Regions from separate parts of the Mus musculus genome. Here region 2 is linked to region 1. Evidence: chromatin contacts called from public HiChIP or PLAC-seq data. All regions are on one chromosome and are shown on one strand. Each heading gives the region's core, a stretch centred on a gene start, on an enhancer-like site or on the middle of the called end of the contact. The rest is flanking DNA. Distances are from core to core; before and after follow the strand shown. Region 1 overlaps Cog5 (component of oligomeric golgi complex 5). Region 2 overlaps Cog5 (component of oligomeric golgi complex 5).

Evidence for each region. HiChIP or PLAC-seq counts read pairs in DNA pulled down with a chosen protein or histone mark.
Region 2: a contact with region 1 is called in an H3K27ac HiChIP or PLAC-seq map of embryonic stem cells, with 3 times the contacts expected there. The contact joins two enhancer-like sites. A contact is called at or near these places in 1 of 39 promoter capture datasets (embryonic stem cells), 7 of 484 Hi-C or Micro-C datasets (embryonic fibroblasts, embryonic stem cells, trophoblast stem cells and 1 more), 1 of 115 datasets of contacts at active chromatin or transcription factors (embryonic stem cells) and 3 of 9 other capture datasets (adipose tissue, embryonic stem cells and liver).

Annotation. Positions count from the first base shown.
Region 1 is chr12:31,745,066-31,752,787 of GRCm38.p6, forward strand. The region is part of intron 6 of Cog5 (component of oligomeric golgi complex 5); the gene reads left to right. It also overlaps the pseudogene Gm18029. Among named protein-coding and RNA genes, the nearest start is that of Gpr22, 35 kb to the left of the region's middle. Within about 2 kb of position 4,981, at least 13 of the 459 cell types and tissues checked have an H3K27ac peak or open chromatin away from gene starts, as enhancers often do. A contact at or near this core is called in embryonic stem cells, where this site is marked.
Region 2 is chr12:31,932,994-31,940,715 of GRCm38.p6, forward strand. Cog5 (component of oligomeric golgi complex 5) reads left to right here. Exons shown (of 23, transcript NM_001163126.1): 23 at 4,184-4,637. It overlaps Hbp1 (high mobility group box transcription factor 1), which reads right to left. Exons shown (of 11, transcript NM_153198.3): 3 at 7,285-7,513; 4 at 4,625-4,766; 5 at 4,177-4,288; 6 at 3,979-4,091; 7 at 1,292-1,448; 8 at 364-508. Among named protein-coding and RNA genes, the nearest start is that of Hbp1, 13 kb to the right of the region's middle. Within about 2 kb of position 4,243, at least 34 of the 459 cell types and tissues checked have an H3K27ac peak or open chromatin away from gene starts, as enhancers often do. A contact at or near this core is called in embryonic stem cells, where this site is marked.

The DNA of each region.
Region 1 (7,722 bases), core at 3,731-6,230:
TGTTTTGTTGATCAAAAGCTTCAAGATATCCATGTCACAAGGCAACAACAGGATAACATGGTGAAGACCCAGTATTTATGGTGTCACAGAAACCAGAAGACTTGAACTAGACCAATGCCTCATTGCAATGAACATTTGCAAGTGAAAATGTGTGGATAGAAAGCACTGTGAGACACACTGACATAGAAGACTGGCATTGGTATAGGGATAGATGTGTGTAGATCAGTGGACTAGAATGAGGATCTAGAAATAAGTACTCATATTTACATCTCAATCTGCCTCGCAAGTGCTAGGATTAAAGGTGGTGTGAGCTTCCATGTCTGCCTTGCAGAAAATATTCTTAGTAGTTAATAGTCTTTTTTTTTTTTTTTTTAAGTTTTTGAGACAGGGTCTTTTTTACCTCAGGCTGGTCTGGAACTCAACTATGTTGCTGAGGATTCTGACCTTGAACTTCTATCCTCTTGTCTTTCCATGCCTAGTTTTTGTGTTACTGGAGATTGAACCCATGGCTCTATGCATGCTATGCAGGCACTTCATCAGCCGAGTTGCATCCTCAGCCAGACAATTTAGTCTTGAATACATGGTGGTGGGACCAATTTCCCACACACCAAAGAAACGTCACATCATTACTGCATACAAAAAAAGGCTTCTATACCTAAATGTAAAACCTAATACTGTGCTCATAAAAAAACTCCACACCAAAACTTAAAAACCATAAAAGCAGATTTTGTAGCCTAGTTCTTAAATAACAGCAAAAGGATAATTTTCTAAAGAAAAACTTAATGTACTTCATTATAGCCTCAAAAGTTGTACATCCTGCCAGGCGTTGGTGGTGCATGCCTTTAAACCCAGCACTTGGGAAGCAGAGGCAGAGGCAGAGGCAGGCAGATTTCTGAGTTCGAGGCCAGCCTGGTCTACAAAGTGAGTTCCAGGACAGCCAGGGCTACACAGAGAAACCCTGTCTCGAAAAACCAAAAAAAAGTTGTACCCCGTAGGGCACCATCATCAGAATGAAAAAGATAACACACGGAATAGAATTTCAGTCTTACAAGGTACTTGTAAGGTATCTGATACAAAGTACTTAAATGCAGAATATATAAAGGATTCTTACAACTCAGAAATAAAGCATAATCTAGATAAAACAAGTAAAGAATTTGAATAGACAGTCTTACAAAGAGATAAGCAAAGTAGCAAATAATTACATGAAAATTGTCAGTCTTATTAGTCACTAGGGAGGTGCAACTCAAGCCAGTGACAGTAGTCACTCTATGTCTAGAAAAGCAGAAGTATATAGGCCCATAATAGTCCCTGCTTAGTCTTTGCTACTCATGCTATATTCTCAGAACTTTGCAAGGTCAGTTTCTTAGTCCTCTGAAAGATCAAAATATTCTATAAAGCTCTTCTATAGGAAGGGACAGGCAAGGTTTTAAGGTAAAATTTTGAATGACACTTAGTAATATCTATTTAGTGTCTTTTATTGTACAGTTCATTTGTCATGCTCTTGAATCTTTTAAAGACAAGGAGAGGATACAAGAGAAAGACTAATGTTTGAGTTGACATATCAGTGTCCATTTTATTTAGCAAACTATCTCATGTTTGCATTTCAAGTCCAAATAATTTTTTGTTCCACATCTCTAACTTCTCTTTACAAATATTATTTTTTTCTTTACAAATATCTATTTCAAAAAGCCCTATTTAGTAGCTCAAGAACTTTTAAGCTGTGAGAGTCTGAGAACTTGCTGGTAATATGTCAGGGAGCACTCATTTGTGCAAGATTAAATGGCTCCTGCAGTTGCTGTGGATGTGGAATGTCCATGGACTTTAATTTTCAATTATTTCTTTTGGTATGTAGCTTCAGGCTTAAAGTGGGGGGTGACTGAAGGTGAAAAGTAGTGAACATATTAAAGAGAAGATGTTTTAGTTGCCTGCAAACTGAGTTTGCTAAAGCAACAGAAGTACTGTCTCACAGTTCTGGAGTTGAAAGTTTGGAAGAAGGTGGTTGCCAGGGCTTTGACTTCTCTTAGAGATTCCTGCCTTGCCTTTTATAGCTTTCATGACTCTAGCAACCTTTGGAGTTGCTTGACTTATGGATGGATCATTCCATCTCTTTCTGTCTTCATATGTCATTTTCTCTGCGTGTCTCTGCCCACATTTCTCTTATTCTATAAGAATTCCTACTTTCCTGCCATCTTGGACCTGTGGAGACCTGCTGGGAACAGGACTTCTTTAAAAAAAAAAAAAAAAAAAAAAAAAGCAAGTATGTTTGGAAGGCTGTGGTGCAAGGCAATTTTTTCTGGCTACAAGCAAGATCTCTGGAATCAAAGAGAGCACACGGCTCTTCCTAAAATTGAAGGTGTATATGCCCGAGATGAAACGGAGTTCTACTTAGGCAAGAGATGTGCTCACGTGTATAAAGCAAAAAACAATACAGCGACTCCTAGAGGCAAACCAAACAAAAACAGAGTGATCTGGGGAAAAGTAACTCGGGCCCACGGAAGCAGTGACATGGTTCGTGACACATTCTGAAGCAACCTTCTGAAGCAACCTTCCTGAAAAGGCCACTGGACACAGAATCCATGTGATGCTGCTGTACCATCCTGGATTTAAACCAATGGAAAGTAAATAAAAGTGGGGAAAATAAGAATTCCCATCATCAGATTAAGGCACATCTTAATCGAACATGCTCTTATTTTACCTTAATTCTATCTGAAAGGCTGTATTTACAAGTAAGATAACATTATATAAGCTGAGTTAAGATTTCCACACATCACTTTTGGAATGGGGAGCAGATCACAATCTGTAACAGAAGGAAGTTTTCTTTCCATTGTATTTAGTGTGAGCCGTGAGATGACGTATGAGTACAGTGTAGATACATTTAACTATGATTAGTGAAAGGTGAGAGAAGAGTGTCATTGTCAGCTTTGATGTGTAGCCTCAGGTCACTGCTCTTGAAAACCATAGTTGTGCTTTTTGTTCTTCAGGAAAACAAAGATGGCGAATGCTGCTGTTGCTGCTTCTGCTAGTGCAGCAGGAAGGTCCCCAGAATCCCAGGGGTCCAGGATTAGGAGGCTGTGCCTTCCATGGGAGACTTGTCATCTGCCTTAGGAACTGTGGTCATGGTCAAGGGTATGGGGGTTCATGGAAGTAAAAGCCAAAGACAAGGAGTGGACCCATCACCAAGCTGGACCACCTGGTCAAGGGCATGAAGATCAAGTCCCTGGCGGAACTCTTGCTGTTCTCCTTGCCCATTAAGGAATCTGAGATTATTGAGGTTTTTCCTGAGTGCATCCCTGAAGGGGGAGGTTCTAAAGATCATGCACACGAGGCTGGTCAGGAAACCAGGTTCAAGGCTTTTGTTGCTATTGGGGACTACAGTGGTCATATTGGTCTTTGTGTTAAGTACTCCAAGGAGGTAGACACTGCTGTCTGAGGGACCATCATCTGGGCTAAGCTTTTCATCGTCCCAGTGCAGAGAGGCTATGGGGGAAACAAGATTGGCACTGTGACAGGCCACTGTGGCTCTGTAGTGATGTGTATCATCCCTGCCTCGAGAAGCACAGCGTCCATCTTTGTCCCTGTGTCCGAGAAGCTACTGATGATAGCTGGTATTGATGTCTGCCACACATCTGCTAGGTAGGGCTGCACTACTACCTTGAGCAACTTTGCCAAGGCCACCTTTAATGCCCTCCTCAAGACTTAGAGCTCCCTGACCCCCCAGCCTCAGGAAAGAAACTTCACAAATCGAGCAGTGGTGGTGCACACCTTTAATCCGAGCACTTGGGAGGCAGAGGCAGGTGGATTTCTGAGTTTGAGGCCAACCTGGTCTACAGAGTGAGTTCCAGGACAGCCAGGGTTATACAGAGAAACCCTGTTTCGAAAAACCAAAAAGAGAGAAAGAGAAAGAGAGAGAGAGAGAGAGAGCGCAAGCACGAGCGAGTGGGGAGGGGAGGGAGGGAGGGAGGGAGGAAGGAAGGAAGGAAGGAAGGAAGGAAGGAAGGAAGGAAGGAAGGAAGAAAGAAAGAAAGAAAGAAAGAAATTTCACAAATTTTCTTTATCAGGAACTCACTGGCCATCTTGTGAAAACCCATTCCATTCAGAGGACTCAGGCTCTAGCTGTAGCTACCACATAAGGGTTTTTAATAGAAGAAAAGCAAAGTGAATTAAGTCATTAAAAAAGAAAAGGAAGGAAGGAAGGAAAAGAGAGAGAAGAGAGAAAGAAAAAGCGCAGTTATTTGAAGTTTCCCATAATTTGCTTTACGTCTTACTGCATTATCTTAAGTTGTTCTATGGTGTGGTCTATGCATGTAACTTTGCTTATGGAAAAAGGCCATAGCCTGCGCATAGTCAAGAGATGATTGTGTTGGTCTTTTTAAGAATTTCTTTTAAAAATTGTTTATTTTTATTTTGTATGTATTGGTGTTTTCCCTGCCTGTGTCTGTATGAGGATGTCAGATCCCCTGGAATGGAGTTACGACAGGTGTAAGCTGACTTGTGGGTGCTGGAAATTGAACCTGGGTCTTCTGGGAGAGCAGCCAGTGCTCTTAACTGCTGAGCCATCTCTCTAGACCTTAGAGATGATCTTTAAGATCAGAGAAATTATGCTTTTTTTTAAAGTTTATTAATGTATTTTTATGATATGAAATGATGAAGTTCATGATAATATTTTTATTTAAGTATATCATGTACTTCAACCCTATTCATCCCTCCTTCTCTGTCCTTTTTCCGTCCTGTTTGTCCCTTCATCCTTCCAGCAGTCCTCATTCTACTTCCTGGGTTCCGTATATAAGAAAAGTCATGGCTTCTGGCTCTGACTCTGATTATTTGTCTTTGTGTGCTCATCTCCAGTTCCATTCATTTTCTTGAAAATGACATATTTGTCCTTTTTATCGCCACCAAATCTCATGATGTACCTGTTGTGAATAGTGCTGCAGTAACCATGGATGCAGTGTCTGCAGTGCCTGCTTAGGTTTCCTAGGAGTGGTCACCTGGGTCACGTGGGACCCCATAGAGACTACATACATTCCTGCTGGTATGTAAGGGTTCCTCTATCCCTGTACCTGTACAGCATTTGTTCCGTTCTCATGATGCCGTTCTGATTATAGTGAGGCAGAATCTCAGGGCAGTTCTGACCTGAGTTTCCCTCATGAGCAAGAGACAATGTTGAATTTTTTTTTTCATGTTTTCTGGTCATCTGTACTTATTTTGATGAGAACTGTCTGTTCATTGGGTAGATTTTTTTTTTATTTTTTAAAATTCTTTATCCTAAATACCTAGATATCCTAGGTACTAAAGAAGACTAATGTCTTCTCTAGTTTCTCTCTGTAGTGTTTTTGAGTTTTCATTGCAGAGGTCTTTCACCTCCTTGGTTAAGTTTATTATTAAGTTTACATTTTTTTTTAGCGTTATTTATTTATTTATTATATGTAAGTACACTGTAGCTGTCTTCAGACCCTCCAGAAGAGGGAGTCAGATCTCGTGATCGGATGGTTGTGAGCCACCATGTGGTTGCTGGGATTTGAACTCCTGACCTTCGGAAGAGCAGTCGGGTGCTCTTACCCACTGAGCCATCTCACCAGCCCCCTTAAGTTTACATTTTTGCATTTATTCCTTTGATTGCAGCTATGTAACAGCTACCAGCTGTATAAAGGCTTCTCCTGGGCTCTCTTTGCCCGAGTAGTAGCTTTTGTTTCTGTGCAGAAGCTTTTTAGTTCTAGGCAATCCTATTTGTCAGTTTTTGGTGTTACTTTTTTTTTTAAACTGTGGGTGCAGTTTTTAGAAAATTCTTGTTTATGCCTGTATCTAAAGTATTTCTCTTTAGCAGTTTCAAAGTCTTACATGAGGGCTGTTGGTCCACTTTTAGCTGTTGTATATGATGAGAAATGAGATTCTAGTTTCATTTCTTTATATGTGAATATCCAGGTTTCCCAGCTCCACTTACTAGAGAGGTTATCTTTTCTCTATTGTATATTTTTTGGCAACTTGGTAAAAAGACACACACACACACACAGAAACAGACACGCACACATACACACCATGTGGCTGGGGTTGCATAGCTTCATTTCTGTCTTACATACTATTCCATGGTGTGTATGTCTCTGTGGGTGTGTGGACCTACCAGTACCTTGCTATTTTTGTTTCTACGGCTGTATAGTATAGAAATTATGATCCTGTTGTTGCTCTTTCTCCCCAGAATTGTTTTGGTCTTTTGTGCTCCCATGTGAATTTTAGGATTTTTTTTTGTTTGTTTGTTTGTTGTGTGAAAGATTGCATTGAGATTGTTTAACTCTTTTGGTAATGTAGCCTTTTCACAGTATTAATTTTTCCTATCCATGAATAGCAGAAGTTTCCCATCTTCTAGTGTCTTCTCTAGTTTTTTTCTAAAGTGCTTTCAAGTTTTCATTATAGAGGTTTTTCACATCCTTGGTTAAGTTTATTATGTTTACTATGTTTAAAGTTTTTGTTTTATTGGTTCATTTGATGGTATTGCAAGTCATTTTCCCTCCGATTTTTTTCCTCAGTACGTTCTTTAATGATTAATAGATAAACTACCGAGTTTTGTACATTAGTTTTGTGTCCTGCTTATTTGCTGAAAGTGTTCATCACATCTGATTGTGGGTAGGGATGTCAAACTGACTCCTTATTACCACAGTGCAGAACTGAAAGTACATGGAGCGGGCTGGTGAGATGGCTCAGTGGGTAAGAGCACCCGACTGCTCTTCTGAAGGTCCGAAGTTCAAATCCCAGCAACCACATGGTGGCTCACAACCACCCATAATGAGATCTGATGCCCTCTTCTGGTGCCTCTGAAGACAGCTACAGTGTACTTACATATAATTAATAAACAAACAAACAAACAAACAAATCTTTAAAAAAAAGAAAGTACATGGAGCAAGTAGAAGTTAGAAATGGCGTAAGTACTTTCCTTGCCTCTGTGACTGTGGGCAGTTGGTGGTACTTACCTTTATGTGAAGCTACCATCTCGTGTTTACAGATTTCCTTATTCATCATCTAGGGCTCCTAGGTGAGATTGAGTGAATTTGACCCAGCTACTTTAATAGAAAGAATTCACTAAAATATATGAAGAGTGTGTGAAGAGAACAATGTTTTAAGATGGTCAGAATCAGATAATGGTGCTAAGAATGGCCTAGATTTGCAAACAGATAGCTTCATGGGGACCATTCCAGCATCTGCATCGGAGTCAACGCTTGTGTTGTTTCTGACTCACATTCATTGGCTGAATCCTACCGTCCATTGTGGATGTAGGAAGTGAGGCTTTGGGCAGGTCATCTCCCAATGGGATCAGTGTTCTGTAAAAGAAATTTGGGGTAGCTTTTTTGTCCTCTTATGACAATACAAGTCTGAAAACATGCAGAAAGACCTTCATTAGAGTCCAGCCTTACTGGTAAACCTGGTCTTGGAAGAGTACTTCCAGAGCTATGAGAAATCTTTGATGTTTTTTATTTGTTTTTTAACCTGTCCAAATTATATTACTTTACGATAGCAGCCTGGAATAACACAAATAGTATTTCTCGTCTTTACTACTTAATAATGGGCAATTCTTTTGTCATTCACTTTCATATGTAAAGTGGCATGAGTAGATAAAACACTAGCTCCCTGTAGTCAGTCTATTACATGAAAAACACAGGTTCTTATAAACAAACTACTGACTGTGGCCTGATGACAGGTTTGTGTCATTTCGTATTGTGTATAAACTAGTCTGGC
Region 2 (7,722 bases), core at 2,993-5,492, 190 kb after region 1:
CCACCTAGTACAATCCAGTTTAGCAATATTGATATGGCCTGTGAACAATTCAGTTACAGAGCTATTTACATAATTTTATACTCATTTACAACAATTTATTTTATGAGCCAGCAAAATGAGTCTTTCTCAACTGCTCTCTATCATCTCTAACTGGACTGACAAGCTAACCAGCTTGCTTGGCAGAGCCCTTGCCTCCTTGTTCCCACTGCTGGAATCACAGGCAGGCCACTACAGGGGATGGGCATACTCGGATAGAAAGGGGGCCAGTGCCCAACCCCTTAAACCTTAGCTTTAGTTGGACTTCAGTTATAACTCAGCTATCACTAGGGAAGAAACTTTAACAGAAAAAAAATGCATCTTTACCTTTTAAATGTATCAAAAACACCTGAATCATCGAAATTAATGGCATCAGGGTGTCCAGGAGGTAGACATACGTCACCAATATGAATTTCACAACATGGAATGCCATGCTGTACCACAGTCAAGCTTGGATAAAATGACGACCAACCTAGAGTTAGACAACAGATGAACATGAGGAAAAAAGAACAAGTCTACTTAGGTCTGACACACCACGTCTCTCACTTTCAAATAAAACCATTGCTAGGATTAACACTTCTGTTTCAGCTATGTAAAAACCCCCACAACTAGTTTAATTCAGTATTTTATTTATAAACCTCTATCAGATACTGACCACTTTTAAACATCTGCAAAAACACTGAAGTAATAAACTATGAAATAGCCTACAAATTAATAAATTATGCTTTACACGGTATTTCTGTAGTAAAGCTCTAAAGAGCAACTCTGGCTTAATAGGTAAATACAAACAAAAATAATGACTACCAAGCCCACCACTTCTCACATTATACCTGAGAGCTTACAGTATGCTACATGAATGACATTTCTCATGCACATGGCAACATTTTTTCTGATCATGGCTAAGGTACTTAAACACTATTAAATATAACTGTAAACATCTGTTGAATTTTATTTGGTTTGAAATAAATTTTCATTATTTTTCTTAAAGCCACAAAATGTAAGAAGTTTTCTTTAAAGTTTTTATCAACTCGGAGCTAAAGATGGCTCAGCAGTTAAGAGCACTGGCTGACCCTGTCTCGAAAAACAAAAACAAAACAAAAAAGCACTGGCTGGTCTTCTAGAAATCTGGGGTTCACTTGGCAACTCACAACCAGTTGTTAACTGAAGTACCAAAGTATCGGATATCCATGCAGGTGAAACACGCACAAATATGAAAATAATAGTAAAGTTGGTATAAATTCAATTGAAGCCCTACCTTTATTTTTAACATAGAAAGGGTGGTCCAGCTTGCACTCTACAGTGAGCAAGCCATCTTCTACTGTACCAGGATCAAATGTCAACTTCAGTACAGACTCACCGAATGACACACTCTCTTCATGGGATAACAACTTTAGACCATCAGACCCATAGCCCTGAAAGCATATGCATGGACTAAATAAATTGGAAACATTCCATTCAACAGGGAAACTCCCAATATATGTCTGGATTGGAAAAGGTAAATTTAGTCAGTATCTCCAGCTTTAAAGTAGTTTCAACCAAGCAGTAAAGAAACACACGTATCATGACCACAGAATATGTATCAGATTGAGATAATATGCATTTTAATCCAAATATAAGTAATATGAAGTTTAGTAAACAAAGACTATCTATGATAGACTAAGGAGGACTTTGAAGTGAGATGTAAAAGATAAAATTTAGAAAAAGAAAATGCCTAGGCTAAGAATAGTTGCATGTGCTGGACGTGGTGGCGCACGCCTTTGATCCCAGCACTCGGGAGGCAGAGGCAGGCGGATTTCTGAGTTTGAGGCCAGCCTGGTCTACAGAGTGAGTTCCAGGACACCCAGGGCTACACAGAGAAACCCTGTCTCAAACAAACAAACAAACAAACAAAAAAAGAACAGTTGCATGTAACTTCTTTGAGTAGTGCTAAGTAAGTAGTAGTGCTTAAAAACAACAACAACAAAAAAAGAAAAAAGGTTAAGTTTAGACTTACGCAAATAAGGCTGAAAATGGGACAGTTTGTAAGTTTGTAGAGGGCAAGATGAAATCTCACTCAGGAGGTGTTGGTGGTAAGACAATGGAAGTATTTTTATTAATGTGGTTGTCAATTTTCAGATCATGATGATGAAAAAGGGACTCTACTATGTTATTATTTTTAAAGGTGTATCGTATTTGTGGGTGTACAAGCTCTAGTAGCTGTATGTGTAGGTACTACTCTAGCCATCTTTCTAGCCCTGCATTTTAATTATTTGAGGTTATGAGATACCCACTGTACATCTTGAGTCCACAACTGATGAGAGAAGAACCAGATGAAACTTAAATTCAGTGGGCATTTACTGAGTAACACATGTCAGGTGGTGGGCTTACAGAACACATGAACAAGGTGAAAAGAAAGAAACCAGTGTCTACCCTTGCATTCACAGAAAAAGACACATGACTGCAGCTAGCTACAGCACCCAATTGTATACTAGGTGATCAACACATAATGGGTTAACAATGCTGTGAATACTATGGAATAGAAAACTGAATATGAAGGGATGAGAAGGAACATAATGAAAGACAGTTTCGTAGTTTTGAATGTGGTCTGCAAAAATATTTTAAAGGAATTTTAATTTAAAGAAATACTTAGATAGGCAGAAATTAGGAATGAGATGTACCCCAAGTCATACTGAGTGTGAAAAATTGATCATGGCTCACTAGTGAGGTCTAACATGCAGGTGGAAAAGTAGAGGGCAGATTAACAAATAGTCAAAATTAGTTTTCTAGGGCTGGAGAGAAGGCTCTTTTGTTAAGAGCACTGGCTGCTCTTCCAGAGGATCTGGGTTCAATTTCTAGCATCTACATGGTGGCTTATAACTGTTAACTCTACTCCAGGGGATCTGACACCCTCACACAGACATGCTCATGAAGGCAAAACACCAATGCACATAAAATAAATACTAAATGTTAAAAAAATTAGCCTTTTTTCTTAAAGCTACTAAGATTTTAGCCTGCGTTTACATTACATATCAGGATGCGAAGGCCCAGATGATTAAAGTCGTTCACATAAGACTTGCTGGAGTACACACTGAGTTCAGAGTGCTCTCTACAGAGATGCCGCCTGGATGCTGCTGTCAGTGCTCCAGTCACTAGGGCTATGAAGAGGAAGACACTGCAGCAATAAGCAATGGACTGAGAACTAGGGTACTGCTGCTGTGTAAACTAAGGGACAGCAATGTCAGGAAGTAGTTCAATGAGCAAATGTTGCAGAGATTTCAAAACTAGGAGACAAATTTTGTGTAAAGTAGGAGAAGCAAAATCAGACTGCACACTTTACTAAGAAAAGAGTAACACCAAGATGAAGACACCATGCTCAAGATAATCAACTTTTTCTCAAAACTTGACAGGAGACAGGAAGCTCCAAGAAGGAATTTTCAATTGGTATTTTATATTATCCCATTTTGCTTATTTATTCATTTATTTATTTTTCCCTGCAACAGAGATAGAGAAATGAAAAGTTTTAAAAGTAAAATGTGTCAACAGATATTTATTCTAATGTTGCTTACCACTGTTTTTACTTATAAATGTAGAAAATGAGAGTTTCCTGGGGTCATTTAAGAAGTAACCTCAAACTCTCAATTAACCATGGAAGACATGCACTGCATTATATACTTAAGAACTGAAGGTTTGAATTAGTTTACTATTTGTCTTTAAGGCTAGTCTAGTTTTCCAGAACAAGAGCATTTAAAGCATAAAGCTGCCAAGTCACACAGACCGCACACCTTAGAAGCATGGCTGGGAAGTGCTAGTCATGGTTCTGCCCACCATGCTAAGCACTGGGCGGTCTCACTCCCTACCCAGAGGGCAAGGTGCCATTTAAATAGGAATGCAAGTAGAGCGTTCCTCTAGATTAACCCTGAAGGTTGACCAGTTTGAAATTCTTTAGAAGGATTTTAAATGAACCTTGTGAGTGCCCATTTGGATCTCTTCCTCATTATCACAGCTGGCGGCTCTAGCAAAGTCTTCCACATCTTGCCATTCCTTATTGCTTTCCTTATGGAAGCACAGCCGCGTGCCTGAAGTTGAATTAGAAAGAAGGGATCAGATTACAAGCCTGCTGTGCTACCAAGGCAGCTGCAAATCATTTAAGTACTTCTTTACCTTTCAGAAAGCAGTGCCAAATGGTGGATGGCCAGGAATTGCACCAGCCCAGATCATCATCATCTGACAGGGAGGACATACAGAAAATGCCTGACTCTGACTCACTGTTTGCCTGTACAGAGAAAACAGAAACTTCTGTTTTGTTATTTTTAAAAGATCTTTTAATACCTCTTTTAAACTCGAGCTTTCAAATAAATATAACTTAGTTGTAAGATTAAGGAAAGTAAGCTTTCACTATTGAAGGACTTTTTTTCTTGAAGTTTTAAATACTGTCATCTGTAATAAATTTTCTTAAAAATAGAAATACAGAATCAAATGCATATAATGAACAATGAAATATTTTTGTGCATCTGTATGTTCTTCAAAACAATCTCTCAGATTGGGGAAAGGTAATGTTTTCAACCACTGTATAAACTTTGTAGAAGTTTGACTTCATGAATAAACTCACCCTTTCATGTCTTACTGGTGTTTCTTCCTTCCAGTGGTCATGAGGGAAGGCTGGCCCACTTTTTGAAGAAGAGGACACTGGTGGTGGGCGTGCATAGGAATGTAAACTTTTGCTAGTAGCTATGATGTGTACAGGAGATGATCTAAAATAAAGCAGTTTTTATTATCAGTGTAGGCAGGTCCATAACGAACATCTTTTCTCTTGATAACAGCATATTGCTAATGCTGTTACACAAGAGACAACTATGGAAAGCTCTAGTAAAGACAGCAAGCTGTCCCTTGAACTTATCATTAACCTTCCTCATATATAAACTCACTGGTATATGTTAAAGTGTTCTTTCTTATCGAAGACTCATCACATTTTCTTAAGCTTTTTAAAAATCAAAAGTGGCAAGGAACTTGGGATTTTCCTGCCCCAAGGTCAGGGATTGCATGTATGTACACTACACCTGATTCCCATCTCTTTTATTCCCATACAGATAAATATGCATATCATTATGAAGTAAATACCCATCTATTTCTTAACTCCGAAAACTCAACAGTACTAACCTGGCCAGCCATGTATCACTGGGTGAACTGCCTTAAGTAAAACTACAAATAGAAAACAGCCTGCTTGCCGGGCGTGGTGGCACACACAATTAATCCCAGCACTCGGGAGGCAGAGGCAGGCAGATTTCTGAGTTCGAGGCCAGCCTGGTCAACAGAGTGAGTTCCAGGACAGCCAGGGCTATACAGAGAAACCCTGTCTCAAAAAACCAAAAGAAAAGAAGAGAAGAGCCGAGCCTGTTTCCATTTGTAAGAAGACACTGTTTCTGTGAGTTACACATAAGCATACAGATGTACCGTCACTTTCCCACAAGGATCACTTACACACTGGCTTCCTTCCCTAGCAAAGTCTCTACTGAGCAGTGCTCTTTCAAGCCCAGCAGGGATCCCAAGGACACACTAAGCTCAGAAGGCTTTAGACACCAACCTTCAGTAATTCACACAGTTAACAGCTCATGAGTACTTGCACAGGTCATCACGAACAGTGATGTAAAACAGGGAAGAAAGCAGGACTGGTGAGCAGCAGAGAAAACACCTCCAAGAATAAAACTACACCCCGGGGTACAGTCCCTTAACTTCTGCATTTATAATCATTCTCCTCTTGGCTTACTACTTCCCATGAGCCTCCCTTTCTCTGCAGTATTACAGAGAAACTCATGTTTTTATCCTGCACATGCTCAGTAAACTCTCTTCTACAGAGCTGTGCCTCAGCCCTTCTATAAACTGTAACCTGGATGTGAAGATGAAAGAATGGTAATACTTAACATCAGGGTAGCTTATTAGTAAAGTTCTTCCCAGCCTGCAAACTGCCCTAGGTTAAACAGATTACTGTGAAAAAGAGGAATATAGAGGAAATGATACTCTGAAAGAGAAATTTCCTTCCCTATGGAAATTTACACAGAATTTAACTGAATTGAATTGCTCAATCAAGACCAATCTCCTGCAAAATAGACAAGCATACCTTAACAGAATGCAAGGTAGCTAGGCTTTCATGTTTATATCATGTGTAGCACAATATTGTACAACTGGGGACCAATACCAAAGTCCAGAGTTCCTTCTACTTGGCTAGCATAGTCTCATCTAATTCTTCCAACAGAGTGAAAACTGGGGCATTTCTCCAAGCTGTTATATTTAGTAAAATGATACTTACTTAGGTCTCCCTAGGAATACCAACTGGGATTTTCCATAGTTTCAATGCAGATTAACCCATTTTCTTGACCTTTGGTCTAGATGAAGTAATTTTATTACTGGGACTCTAAGGTGGTTTTTGTTTAATGTTTAGATTTACTTCCATTACGTATATGAGTGTTTTGCTGGATTGTCAGCGCACCATGTGCGTGCCCGGTGCCCAAGTAGATCAGAAGAGGGCATCAGATTCCCTGGAACTAGAATTAACAGAGGGCTGGATGTAAACTGCCATGTGGGTGCTAGGAATCAAACCTGGGTCATCTAAAAGAGTGCTCTTAACTGAGCTACATCTCCAGCTCCTACTTTAAGATCAGCAAACCTCAGAATTAGCGAAGATAATCAAGGTTACACACACAATGGAAAAATAATTATAGAACACAATGAAACAATCTACAGTTGATAAAAGTTTAAAATACATTGTTTAATTATGGTTCTTTAAACAAATAATTTTTATTTTTAAAAATTTATAAAAGTAGACAAGAGTGAAACCCTGTCCCAAAACACCAAAAAATAAATTTCAGAATGATATAAAAATTTTTTTATAAAAGTATAAAGTATTTTTTTTACTTTTGAAACACATATTTTTATGCTATATTTTCTCATAGTGTTATTTGATTTTCAAAACAATGAAATCATCTTTGATCGTTATAAACATTAATTCCAGTGACTTTAAACATTAACCATCCATTGAATAGCTAATGCCATTACTGTAAAATTAGAAGATTTCAAAACAGTAACTTTTTGAAATTAAAATGTCTTTTTCATTTATGTGTGTGCACAAGCACTACAGCATGTATGAAGTGAGAGGACAACGTGCAGGTTTGCGCCCTCAGGCTTGGTGGCAAGCTTCTTACCCACTGAGCTACCTACTATCTTGCTGGCCCTAATGATGCAAGTTTGAAATGCAAACATAATCCATGCTCCTACCTGTTATAAAATGAGCACTGCATCAGGGGACTTTGTGGACTAGTGGCAATATTTGCTAACTCTGTTAGCCAGTCCACCTCATCTTCACGGTGAGTATTTTCCGGTATATCTGAGGTATTCTGGCTCCAAGATGATCTTGGATATTCTTGATGAGATACATCTGAACTTAGCTGGTATATGGCAGATTGGGTAGGGTCACTTTGAACAGCCTGAAGTTCAGGAAGGTCATCTGGAAATAAGCCCAAGATTATTATTTTTTAAATATTATAATTAATAATATAGTAACTTCAGTTAGGAATATACATATTTAACTAATTTGCTAGGAAAAATAAATTCAAAATTAAAACCAGTCATTTGTTGACAGAAAAAATTTTCAATGTAAGCAATACCTGTCCATGCCTGCAGGATAAACACAATGGATGTGAATACAGCAATGGT